Regions from separate parts of the Zea mays genome. Here all the other regions are linked to region 3. The links are chromatin contacts, called in public Hi-C maps. All regions are on one chromosome and are shown on one strand. Each heading gives the region's core, a stretch centred on a gene start, on an enhancer-like site or on the middle of the called end of the contact. The rest is flanking DNA. Distances are from core to core; before and after follow the strand shown. Region 1 holds the start of LOC100281735 (UMP/CMP kinase 1). Region 2 holds the start of LOC541700 (6-phosphogluconate dehydrogenase 2). Region 3 holds the start of LOC100193386 (B3 domain-containing protein).

Region 1 (3,845 bases), core at 1,019-3,518, 200 kb after region 3:
CAAGGCTCAATGAATTGGCTCAAGTGGTCGATTGCCGAGATGAACTGTAAGTTGATACTTCTCACCCAACCATGGTCAACTAGCGCTTCCTTGACTGTCAAATTGTGACGATTATTATTCTTGTTGCCGCCGCAAAGAGAAGTTGGTTAGTGTTGGTGCAAGGAGTTTCGAGCCCCGCCCATGGAGCATCAGGGTTTGCCCATCCAGCCACAACCAACGTAACTGCAACGCTCTAGAAAATCTTTTTGAATCAAGCATTCCAAGGCCGTCGAGGTTGACAGGACGTGTCACCGTTGGCCAGTTCACTTTACATTTTCCCTCCCATTAGGTTTTCTCCACCGGCCCAAAGGAACATTTTACTGATCCTATCAAGGTCCTTAAACACATACTTTGGGCGTTGAGGACGGAAAGTGTATGAGTCGGCTGCGAGGAAAGCACCGCCTTAGTAAGGATAAGTCTTCCAGCATGGGTGATGTTGCGCCCTTTCCAGGCCACCATCCTGTTATGCACCTTGTCCAGTAGATACTGAAAAACTACCTTTCTCAATCTAGAAACTGTCAGAGTGATGCCGAGGTATTTGACTGGGAAAAACGCCCTAGTCGCAGGGAAGTTGCAAATGGTTTCATTGAGGTTCATGTGATCGCATCTAATTGTCAGGAAGGATGACTTTTGAATATTGGTTTGGAGCCTGGATGCCTTCCCGAAACCATGAAGAATGTAGGTCAAGGCGTCTAATTCGCTTTTGATGGGTTTGATGAAAATGACAGTAGATATCATCTACGTACATTGAGACACGAAGCCGCAATCTATTGCTAGATATTTGTGACAGAGTTCCAGCCTGAGTTGCTAAGCTGAGCATTCTTTGCAGCGGCTCCAATACCAGGACAAAAGGTAGAGGCAAAAGTGGGTCACCCTTCCATGGTAGAACGATTGCCCCGGGATCCCATTGAGAAGAACCTGGGACGAGGATGTGGCCAGCACTGTAGCGATCCAGAAACCAAGTTGAGAGAGAAGAGTTAAAAGGTAGTCTCATCTGAATTAGTCGAAAGCTTTGGAGATATCAAGTTTGATGAGAAGCATCGGAGATCTGTTTTGGTGGAATTTCCTTGCCATGCTACGAACATACAAGAAGGTATCATAGGTACTTCTTCCCTTGATGAAGGCGCTCGGACACTTGGAAACGATGTTCTCCATGACCGGAGCCTGAGGGAAAAAAGCTTCAGAAAAAGCTTAGCGTCACATTGAATTAGGCTGATAGGCTTGAAGTCTTCGATTTTTTCCGCACCTTCCTTCTTTGGTAGCAAGATGATATTAGCTTCGTTTAGGATATCAAAATGTTGAAAACACTGGGCATGAAGGGTATGACCGCCATCAAGTCAAACTTGTTGATGGACCAGCATGACTTGTAAAAAGCGCCCGTGTGAATGAGATGCTGAGTGATATGACGAGGGCATGTACAGTGGAGAGACACCAAAACGGTTCTCCAAGCACAGGAGGTAACTAAGAGACTCTATTGTACAGTAGAGTGTCTATAAACATAGTCTATTAATAAATACAGAATTAAATGTATTTATATAACATCAGATCGATAGAACAGACGACAAATTCGTATAGTGAGAAGTGAGGCATCTGTTGCTACTTGGTTTACGAGCCAGAGGCGTCTCTTCACGGAGAGACGGCTCTAAGATTTTTTTATAAATAACCCTCTTAAACATCTTAAGAGGCTAAGAGCCTCCACATTAAACACTACTGTACATGTCCTGATTGATTGATGGACTCCTTGATCGCATCTGCCATCCGGGCGAGAGGAAATAAACAAAAGAATTGTTTTTTTTCATTTTCATCATCATTAATTAATTAATTAAAAGAAGTGAAGGAAACAAAGAGACTGACGTACGTATGGTGTGATTTTTTTGTTTTGTTTTGTTTTGTTTGTTTATCTCCCCCTTTTTCATTTTTCGTATGATCTGTAGAACACACTTAATTCCATCTTCTGTTCAAAATACGTTGCAAAAAAAAGCATCCGATTGACACAGACAGTAGAACAATAGAAGAGGAAACAAAACGATTAACTGTATGTACATGCTAGAAAGAATATTCGAGCAGGAACGTGAGAGCAAGAAAGAAATATATAGTTACCATGAATGGCAGCAGAGGGATTGATCTTGCTCGCTGCAATGGCGGCGGAGGAGGCCAGGGCACACCGCACACAGAGGGGAGAGAGAGAGAGAGAGAGAGAGGAGTCTGGGTGCAGGAGAGGAGACGGTCCCTCTAGATGAAGCCAGTGCTACTAGTTGCAGCAAAAGGACAGGAGGAAGCTCAAAGAGAGGTGCAAAGCTGGCTGGCGCTGGGATTCCCATTCCCATTTCGATTCCAATTCCACCTCCACAGGGGGGTGGGCAACTGGCTGCGACGCGAAAGATGTGGTCGATTCCATTCCATCCAATCCAACACGCACGTGCCTATAGATTGATCCATCCACTATTGATTCTTGTTCAGTGCTAATATAACGGGTAGCTGTTAAAAGATAACAAGTACTAAAGTACTGCAGTACATAACTATATAAGCCTACTATGTACATTTTAAATTTTGGAGTGACTTCAGCGGTAGGGGAGAAGCTCGATCTTCACCGGCCGCTGCCACCGCAGAAATTGTCCGTAAAAGGCATCCTAGACACTGTTGCACGGTACTCAAAGTATAAAACATAACTAAAACACAATATAATACAGTGGTCATGTCTAAAACATGTGTCTTACCATATTTATTGTACCAATTAGAGCATTCAATAAATTAAAGTGACCAATCAGTTAGTCTCCTCTCTCGAACATAGAGCTAAGACACTGTGTCTTCGTCAAGATACATGTCTTTGGTTTTTTTACATTCACCCCTCTAGACACACTCTGAGACACAACTTAAAACAACCCTTGTATATGCCCTAAGTGTATTAGAGAAGATTAAGGCTTTGTCTACTATTCACGCTAATCCATATGTATTGATGTGGATTTAGATATAAATTAAATTAATTTACACCTAATCCACCCTAATACATATGGATTCAGATGAATACTAGAGTATCTAAACAAGGTCTCAGGCCTTATTTGAATACTCTCGTATTTACCACAATCCACAAGTATTGAGGTGGATTGAGGTGTAAATTAGTTTAAATTGCACTGCAATCTACTTAAATAAGATGAATACGGTAGTTTTCAAACAAGGCCTGAGGGTATCAAATTCCCTTCTATTTAATTTTGAATAGGAAGGGATTTAATCCCCTCTGATCCTCTTTCAATTTACTCCTAACCGAACAAACCCGCATGGGCCGATCTCTACCCGTCTAATGGACATACACATACGACAATATCTTTAATATAATATGACGAACTTAAAATCTCAAGACTGATTTGGTTGCCAAAGAATTGAAGGTGGTCCATGAAGAGGAATCACCTTTCTATTCAAAATTAAATAGAAAGATGAGATGATCCTCATATATTCTCTCTAGTTTTCCTAGCCAGCAAACCAGCCTTAAACGTAGGGCCAGAGTTATTTCTAAAAAAATTTTTATTAACGATTGCCGTTGTTCAACAAAATCAAGGTCCTATTAAACTAGGCATGACTTTGACCCAGCACGCGGGCACCCCTAGACCCTAGTGTCTCAAATAATTCATGTGCTTGCATTGCTCTGGTGCCCTTCTCTGGATATGTCCAGAAAATTAATTCCAAGAACGAGCAGGTTAGCCTTTCTGGATGCAAACTCTATGCCTGCCACATCCATCCATCTTGTCTTTTGAGTTATCTGCGAGACAAATAACTCAATCTCTTCCAGATTTAAGATGTCTTTTGAGCAA
Region 2 (3,610 bases), core at 173-2,672, 160 kb before region 3:
CGTCGTGTCCGCCGTCCATCTCGCTGCTCTCGTACCTGCCGCCGCTGTCCTCCTCCGGCACCCCGAACGTGACCACCTGAGGTCGCCTCCCCTCCGGCACTGCAGGCCTCGAGGCCTTCGTGGAGCGGGAGCCGGAGCTGCCGGCGTCGTCCTCCTCGTCATCGGAGGAATCCGACGGCGTCATCCTCGCGGCACGGCGATCAGCAGCACCAGCCCGGGACGCTGCCGGCGGGTTGGCACGGGCACGGGCCGCAGCAGGGCCGACGACGGGCGCGACGGGCACGACGCCGCTGCCGAGCCCCAGGGGCCCCGAGGCCGGCTCGGCGGTGGGTATGGCGGGGACGCAGACGGGCTGGATCCGCGGGAGCTCGTACGACACGTCCGGCCCGTTGTACGTCAGCGCGAAGGAGTAGTCCATGTCGGGCAGCGGCTCCGGGATGGTGGTCCCCGGCGGGAACATCCGGCGCACCATGTCCTCCCAGTCGCCCCGGCCCGCCGCCATGCCTGCCCGGTGTAGCAGCAATCCGTCGAGCACCTTGCGCGCGGGCGACTAGTCCGTCCCGGTGCAGATAGATATTTTCCACCCGCGGCAGCAGGCGTAGAGACGGCGGGGAATTCAATTCCCGACCCACCCCTGGGTGGAGTGGAGTGAACGGAGTGGCCTCGACGACGACCGGTCCAACGAGAGGCAGGCTGGGTCAGAGAGAAGAAATGCAACCCCTCCACTGGCACTAGCGGCGGTCGTGGCCAGCCAACCAGCAACCGCAACCGGCGGTGCTGGTGCAGGCCCGGGCGGGGCCCCCCAACGACTCCCGCTCGGCGGCTCGGGTCAGTCAGTCAGCAACGAACAACACATCTTTGCACTGGGCAGCGTGGGAACTGCCGTTCTCCGCCCCGCCCGCATTATCTTATCAAACCGACGCTGGACTTGCAGGAAAGGAAAGGCGCTACAACTTTCCTCTGGGCAGTTTGTTTGACCGGGGAATGGAATGGGGATGGATGGACGTGGACGGACGGACGCAGAGTGGGAAAACGGATGAAGAAGGACGAGGACACGCAGGAGGAGGAAGACCACGACTGCACTGGCCGCTGGCGGTGGAGGTGGGACCGGTCGAGCAACGGCAGGCCGCGCGTGAATGATGAGTTGCTTGCGTCAGAGCACCACCAACCATCGTACCCTGCCACCACGGCCCACCGGGCCCCTGGCGTGAGTGGGAACCGGGTGGGTGTTGGGCCCGCCGCGTCAGAAGCACCAACCGAGCCATGGTTCACGGGCTGCGGGCTGCGGGCTGCGGGCTGCGGCGGCCGACGGGACCGGTGTGAGCAGGCGACCACGAAGGGGCCCACCCGTCGGTGGCTGCCTGCCCCCGCTCGTCAACAACTACCCCGAAAGCCGCCAAGCGGCTGCTGCGCAAGGTGCGAAAGGCACCTTCCCTGCCCGATTGGCGATTTAAGTGGTGGGGGAGGGAAGGCCGATGGTCAGTGAAAGAGAGGTAGGTGGCCGGACGGTGGTGGCATCGCCAATTCAACTCCGCATCTGAATCGGCACTCGGCAGCGCGCCAGCTCCATAGGTGAGGCTTCGGATCCCGATCTCCGCACCCTGTCCGATTCCAGCTCCGTCCTCCCCGGATTTCAGTTCCACCGCGTTGAGGTTTTCTTTTTTTGTCTCCTTTGGGTCCTCTTGTTCCCGAAGCATGGGGACTGGGGGTTGAATTCGTGTAGAGATCCAGATGATTGCGCTGCTAGCTCCGATCGCCGATTTTACTCTGCTGCCTGCCGGTCCAGATCCATGGAAGCAAGTCGATGAACTTAGAGGGCTTCCGCTCTGGATTTTCTTTGAAAATAAGTTAGAGTCCTGTCAAACACCTCTTTTCTCTGCCAAACGATCTACAAAATGGCTTTAGCTTAGAAAACTGTTTAGTTAGAAAACTGTTTAGCTTAGAAAACTGTTTACTCGGCCAGGGGACAGAGAGACGCATTACCTTGCCTTCTTGCTCTTTTCGCCTCTAGCGGTGCTGTGTATTCAGTTACTTCGTCTCAAAGAAATTCAGTTGGTTTCATCCTATACACCTATATGTAGCCGGCCCTGTGACTCGCAGGGCAGCGTATGATCTTTGATCCTCGGCTTATGTATTCACCTCATCGGCCGCTTAACCTTGGTACATGAAAATAGATTTTGTTTCCAGGGTCCTGCTCGGCTTATGTATGAAATAGATTTTTTTTTCTCAGTGTAGGAGGAGATGGCGCTCACAAGAATCGGTCTTGCTGGCCTTGCGGTCATGGGGCAGAACCTTGCCCTCAACATTGCAGAGAAAGGGTTCCCCATCTCTGTGTACAACAGGACAACCTCCAAGGTGGACGAGACCGTGCAGCGTGCCAAGGCAGAAGGAAACCTTCCCGTCTACGGCTTCCATGACCCCGCGTCCTTTGTGAAGTCCATTCAGAAGCCACGGGTGGTGATCATGCTCGTCAAGGCCGGCGCGCCAGTTGACCAGACCATCGCGACGCTCGCAGCTCACTTGGAGCAGGGCGACTGCATCATCGATGGGGGGAACGAGTGGTACGAGAACACGGAGAGGAGGGAGAAGGCCATGGAGGAGCGCGGCCTCCTGTATCTTGGCATGGGTGTCTCTGGAGGAGAGGAGGGTGCCCGCAACGGCCCGTCCTTGATGCCCGGAGGCTCGTTCGAGGCTTACAAGTACGTCGAAGACATTGTCCTCAAGGTGGCTGCTCAGGTCCCTGACAGTGGCCCGTGTGTCACGTACATTGGCAAAGGTGGATCGGGCAACTTTGTCAAGATGGTTCACAACGGAATCGAGTATGGCGATATGCAGCTGATTTCCGAGGCATACGACGTTCTCAAGTCGGTCGGTAAGCTCACCAACAGTGAGCTGCACCAGGTGTTCTCCGAGTGGAACAAGGGCGAGCTCCTGAGCTTCTTGATCGAGATCACGGCCGACATCTTTGGCATCAAGGACGAGCATGGCGATGGCTACCTGGTGGACAAGGTCCTTGACAAGACCGGGATGAAAGGGACAGGGAAGTGGACGGTGCAGCAGGCCGCCGAGCTGTCGGTGGCCGCTCCTACGATCGAGGCGTCCTTGGACTCGAGGTTCCTGAGCGGGCTGAAGGACGAGCGGGTGGAGGCCTCCAAGATCTTCCAGGGTGACTACTACTCCACCGGCTCGCCGGTGGACAAGGCGCAGCTGGTGGAGGACGTGAGGCAGGCCCTGTACGCGTCCAAGATCTGCAGCTACGCGCAGGGCATGAACATCATCAAGGCCAAGAGCGCGGAGAAAGGCTGGGGGCTCAACCTCGGCGAGCTGGCCAGGATCTGGAAGGGCGGGTGCATCATCCGCGCCATCTTCCTGGACCGCATCAAGAAGGCCTACGACAGGAACCCGGGCCTCGCCAGCCTGCTCGTAGACCCCGAGTTCGCGCAGGAGATCATGGACAGGCAGGCGGCGTGGCGCAGGGTGGTGTGCCTCGCCATCAACAACGGCGTCAGCACCCCGGGAATGTCCGCTAGCCTGGCCTACTTCGACTCCTACCGCAGGGACAGGCTGCCTGCCAACCTGGTGCAGGCCCAGAGGGACTACTTCGGGGCTC
Region 3 (3,677 bases), core at 605-3,104:
TGCGATGATCCATGGTTATGGTTCACATGGTTTTGGCCAGGCTGCAGTTGAGCTATTTGAAGAGATGAAGGGCACTGGCAGTTTGCCCAACGAGACAACATTCCTCTCGGTTCTTGCAGCTTGCAGTCATGCTGGTTTGGTTGATGAAGGGCAGAAATATTTTGCTAGCATGAAGAAGGACTATGGGCTTGAACCTGGAATGGAGCACTACGGTACCATGGTGGATCTACTTGGACGAGCTGGGAAGCTAGACGAAGCTTGGTCTTTCATCAAAAACATGCCTATAGAACCTGGCATTAGTGTTTATGGTGCAATGTTAGGTGCTTGCAAGTTGCACAAGAATGTTGAATTGGCTGAAGAATCAGCACAGATAATCTTTGAGCTGGGCCCAGAGGAGGGGGTGTATCATGTCCTTTTGGCAAACATTTATGCAAACGCTTCAATGTGGAAAGACGTCGCGAGGGTGAGGACTGCTATGGAGAAGAAAGGACTCCAGAAGACTCCTGGATGGAGTATTATCCAGCTCAAAAATGAGGTCCATACCTTCTACTCTGGAAGCACAAATCACCAGCACGCGAAGGACATATACGCAAGACTGGCTAAGCTCATCGAAGAGATCAAAGATATGGGCTATGTGCCAGACACTGATTCAATACATGATGTGGAGGATGATGTCAAGGCACAGCTGCTTAACACCCACAGTGAGAAGCTTGCTATTGCATATGGGCTCATTCGAACAGCCCCTGGCACGACAATTCAGATAAAGAAGAACCTTCGAGTTTGTAACGACTGTCATAATGCAACCAAGTTAATATCTCTACTGACAGGACGGGAAATAATCATGAGAGACATTCAACGCTTTCACCATTTTAAGGATGGTAAATGTTCATGTGGAGACTACTGGTAGTGAAATGTTGAAGGCAGTCTGAATATCCATTTCCGAGATGATATACAGCTGCTATACAAGTATACAATTAGACTAACAGGTAAAGCTAACTATTCTATCTTTTTCACCGACCATGTTTTGAATTTGATCGGGGGCATTCGATATGTTGATTTAATGAGGAATGTATACCATGTTCTTTTTTAGTCTGTGTAGCCACCCTTTGCATTGATGGCTCTTGGTTTAAGCTAGTGAACCTATTGTAGAGTTACAGGTTTCAGTCCATTCGGCTTTGTCATTGATACATTTTTTTATTATTATTTCTAAATAAAAGTAGTGCACAAGATATTTATGTCTATTGAGGGCACTGCTTTTCATCATCATGCCTTGTCTGAAGCAGTGAAGCTAAATGTACACGATGAGATGAGCACTGGAAACTGAAGGAAATAAGCTAAACGCCTTGTCTGATTCAGCTGACTTGTACTTGCCAATTGCTGCCAAGGTTCAGCAAGCTTGACGATGACTGCCTTGGTTCCTCTCCAGCGAAACCAGACACTCCCCGTAATACAATCACAGGTACAGGTACGCTAGAAGACGTTGTCTGTTACTTGAATCAGTATAAGAGAATTCGCTTAATTGTGGCGCAATCTTAAGTTGCATGATTGAGATATACTGCAAATATTGGGAGGCATATAAAATGAGAAGAGACCTGTGGTCTATTAGAAAAGGAGCTTTCTGTATGCTGCGTTGTCAACAAATATGTCAGGTGTTGATCCTTTAAGACCCACAGACAACTTTTGGATCTGCCAGTAAGCAAAAAAAAAAAAGATCAGAAAGAGTGTACGGCCGGTGAGCAAGCATGGGCTGCATGGCATCGGTGTTGGCTATCGGAATGACAGGTGAAGGACTGAAACCCTGACGTGCAGGCCGGGCCATTGGTTAGCCTGACCAATCCTGGTAGGTGTCTGCCATTTATGATGGCTGGGCTGGCTCTCGGAGCAACTCTCTCCAATGAGGGCTTTCCGTCATTGATGCCGGTGCAGACCGTTTTTCTTCGCCTTGCTCTCAGGTACGCTCCTGCCCTGGCTGAATTGCACTACATATGAGCGAGCATATGGCAATCTAATAAATCTCTCGAGTCTTTCTGCTGGCCACAATCTTCCTAACCTAGGCAGCAGCTAGCTCTTTGATCCCTGTTGGATTGGATGGAGGTCCGTGGCAGTGCACCCAGCATGAAGCCAAAGGTGGAGCCGCCGTTGGAGGCTTCACACGACTGGGAGGTGACCCCGCTGTCCGGCGACAACCCCTTCTTCACCAGCGTCATGCGCAAGAGCCAAGTCCAGAACCCCTTTCAGCTGGTACACATTTTCTTTTCTTTTCTTTTTCCCCAATCCGGAACGCACGCACGTAGGAGCACACCGTACTGTTTGTTCCAGGTCATCCCGGTTCGCTTCCACCGCCACCTCCCGGAGGCGCGCGCGCCCGCGGTGCTCCTCTGCCGCGACCGGTCGTGGACGGTGAGCTACGCGGGCGTCGGCAAGTGGAAGAGGCTCCAGGGGGCGTGGAGGGACTTCGCCCGCGACAACGGGCTCCGCCTCGGGGACGCCTGCGTCTTCGAGCTCCTTGTGCCCAGTACTGATGCAACCCAAGGAGACGGAGACGGCAGCAAGGATCAGGGGGAGGTGGTGTTCCGTGTGCAGGTGCTCCGCGGCGGCCTGCCGGCTGAGATCACCTCCCGGGGCGCCACCTCCGACGATCCACTCGTCATTGTGGACTAGATCCAACTGCGGGGAGAGTAGTACGTAGTAGACTAGTAGTGGTGCAGTGCAGTCTGTAGAGGAGACGAGACGCTCAGGAGCTAGGTAGCATCGTCGTTGTATTTTGTTGTTGCCCCTGCTCTAGCTAGCTCGCTGGTCCTCGTGGATCTTGTAGCCAGTTTCTTTCTTTCAGCTGCAGACCTTCCTCTTCCTGTGGACACGGTTGCTCCATCACCAAGTGTGCTGATGCTACCAGCTTTCTGCTGTGACAGTACATAGTAGACGCTATCACCAAGTGTGCTGATGCTACCACATTCCAGTAGACGCGGCATGCTTGAAGAGATGTGTTCAATGAGCATCATCCTTTGTGTCCATCCATCGTGTCAATAACTAGAGCTGAATAGCTCGACCGAGTTTAGTGTTTAGGCTATCTCGAGCAGCGTTATCTAAATGAATATTCTGTGTCCTTTAAAGGAATATTCTGTGTCATTTACAGTGCACTATAAAAGATTATATCATCTATATCATCTCGTTATCCAGCAGCGTCCTCTAAATTATATCCTCTATAGAAATAATATTACTCATTCTTATTTTATACACAACTTTTCATTAACGAGACCATGTACGGATCCAACCAGCGCTCTCCATGTGTCTGTCCCAGCGCAGAAGGGAGTAGGAGCCACGGATAGCGGACGCCCGAACAACCTCCAAGTTTAGAGTGTCCAGCGACGCGCGCTATTTTTACCAGACGCTTTACCGTGTGCTGCTGGAGGGCTAGAGGAGCTTGGCGTCCTCTAAATTTAACGTACAGGACCATATACAGACCCTTGCTGGAGATAGCCTTAGGGTTAACGAGTCTGGTTCGGCGCCACAGAGTCATCTCGATTCCTTTACGAGCTTGGGCTGGCTCATTTAGCTTGCGAGACAGAGCAGAAAAAAACAATATATATAATAATCAATTTTTTGTTAATTGCAAATCAATTTAATAATAAAAATAGCAATTATACTCATATTTTAATAAACCACATCAATGTAAC

The links. Hi-C and Micro-C count contacts between places; a contact is called where the count stands out from the background.
Region 1: a contact with region 3 is called in a Hi-C map of leaf, with 2.9 times the contacts expected there. The contact joins the promoter of LOC100281735 here to the promoter of LOC100193386 in region 3. A contact is called at or near these places in 4 of 25 Hi-C or Micro-C datasets (ear, leaf and tassel).
Region 2: a Hi-C map of root tip shows a contact between it and region 3, with 2.9 times the contacts expected there. The contact joins the promoter of LOC541700 here to the promoter of LOC100193386 in region 3. A contact is called at or near these places in 9 of 25 Hi-C or Micro-C datasets (bundle sheath, ear, endosperm and 3 more) and 1 of 3 datasets of contacts at active chromatin or transcription factors (leaf).

The regions. Positions count from the first base shown.
Region 1 is chr6:66,681,436-66,685,280 of Zm-B73-REFERENCE-NAM-5.0, reverse strand. It overlaps LOC100281735 (UMP/CMP kinase 1), which reads right to left and starts at 2,268. Exons shown (of 8, transcript NM_001368088.1): 1 at 2,140-2,268. The coding sequence starts at 2,142.
Region 2 is chr6:67,035,734-67,039,343 of Zm-B73-REFERENCE-NAM-5.0, reverse strand. It overlaps LOC541700 (6-phosphogluconate dehydrogenase 2), which reads left to right and starts at 1,422. Exons shown (of 2, transcript NM_001279373.2): 1 at 1,422-1,572; 2 at 2,231-3,610. The coding sequence starts at 2,242. It overlaps LOC100272751, which reads right to left and starts at 995. Exons shown (of 9, transcript NM_001360110.1): 1 at 1-995. The coding sequence starts at 502.
Region 3 is chr6:66,877,363-66,881,039 of Zm-B73-REFERENCE-NAM-5.0, reverse strand. It overlaps LOC100193386 (B3 domain-containing protein), which reads left to right and starts at 1,854. Exons shown (of 3, transcript NM_001352251.1): 1 at 1,854-1,952; 2 at 2,055-2,241; 3 at 2,320-3,115. The coding sequence starts at 2,089. The coding sequence ends at 2,661. It overlaps LOC114574132, which reads left to right. Exons shown (of 1, transcript NM_001369640.1): 1 at 1-1,759. The coding sequence ends at 907.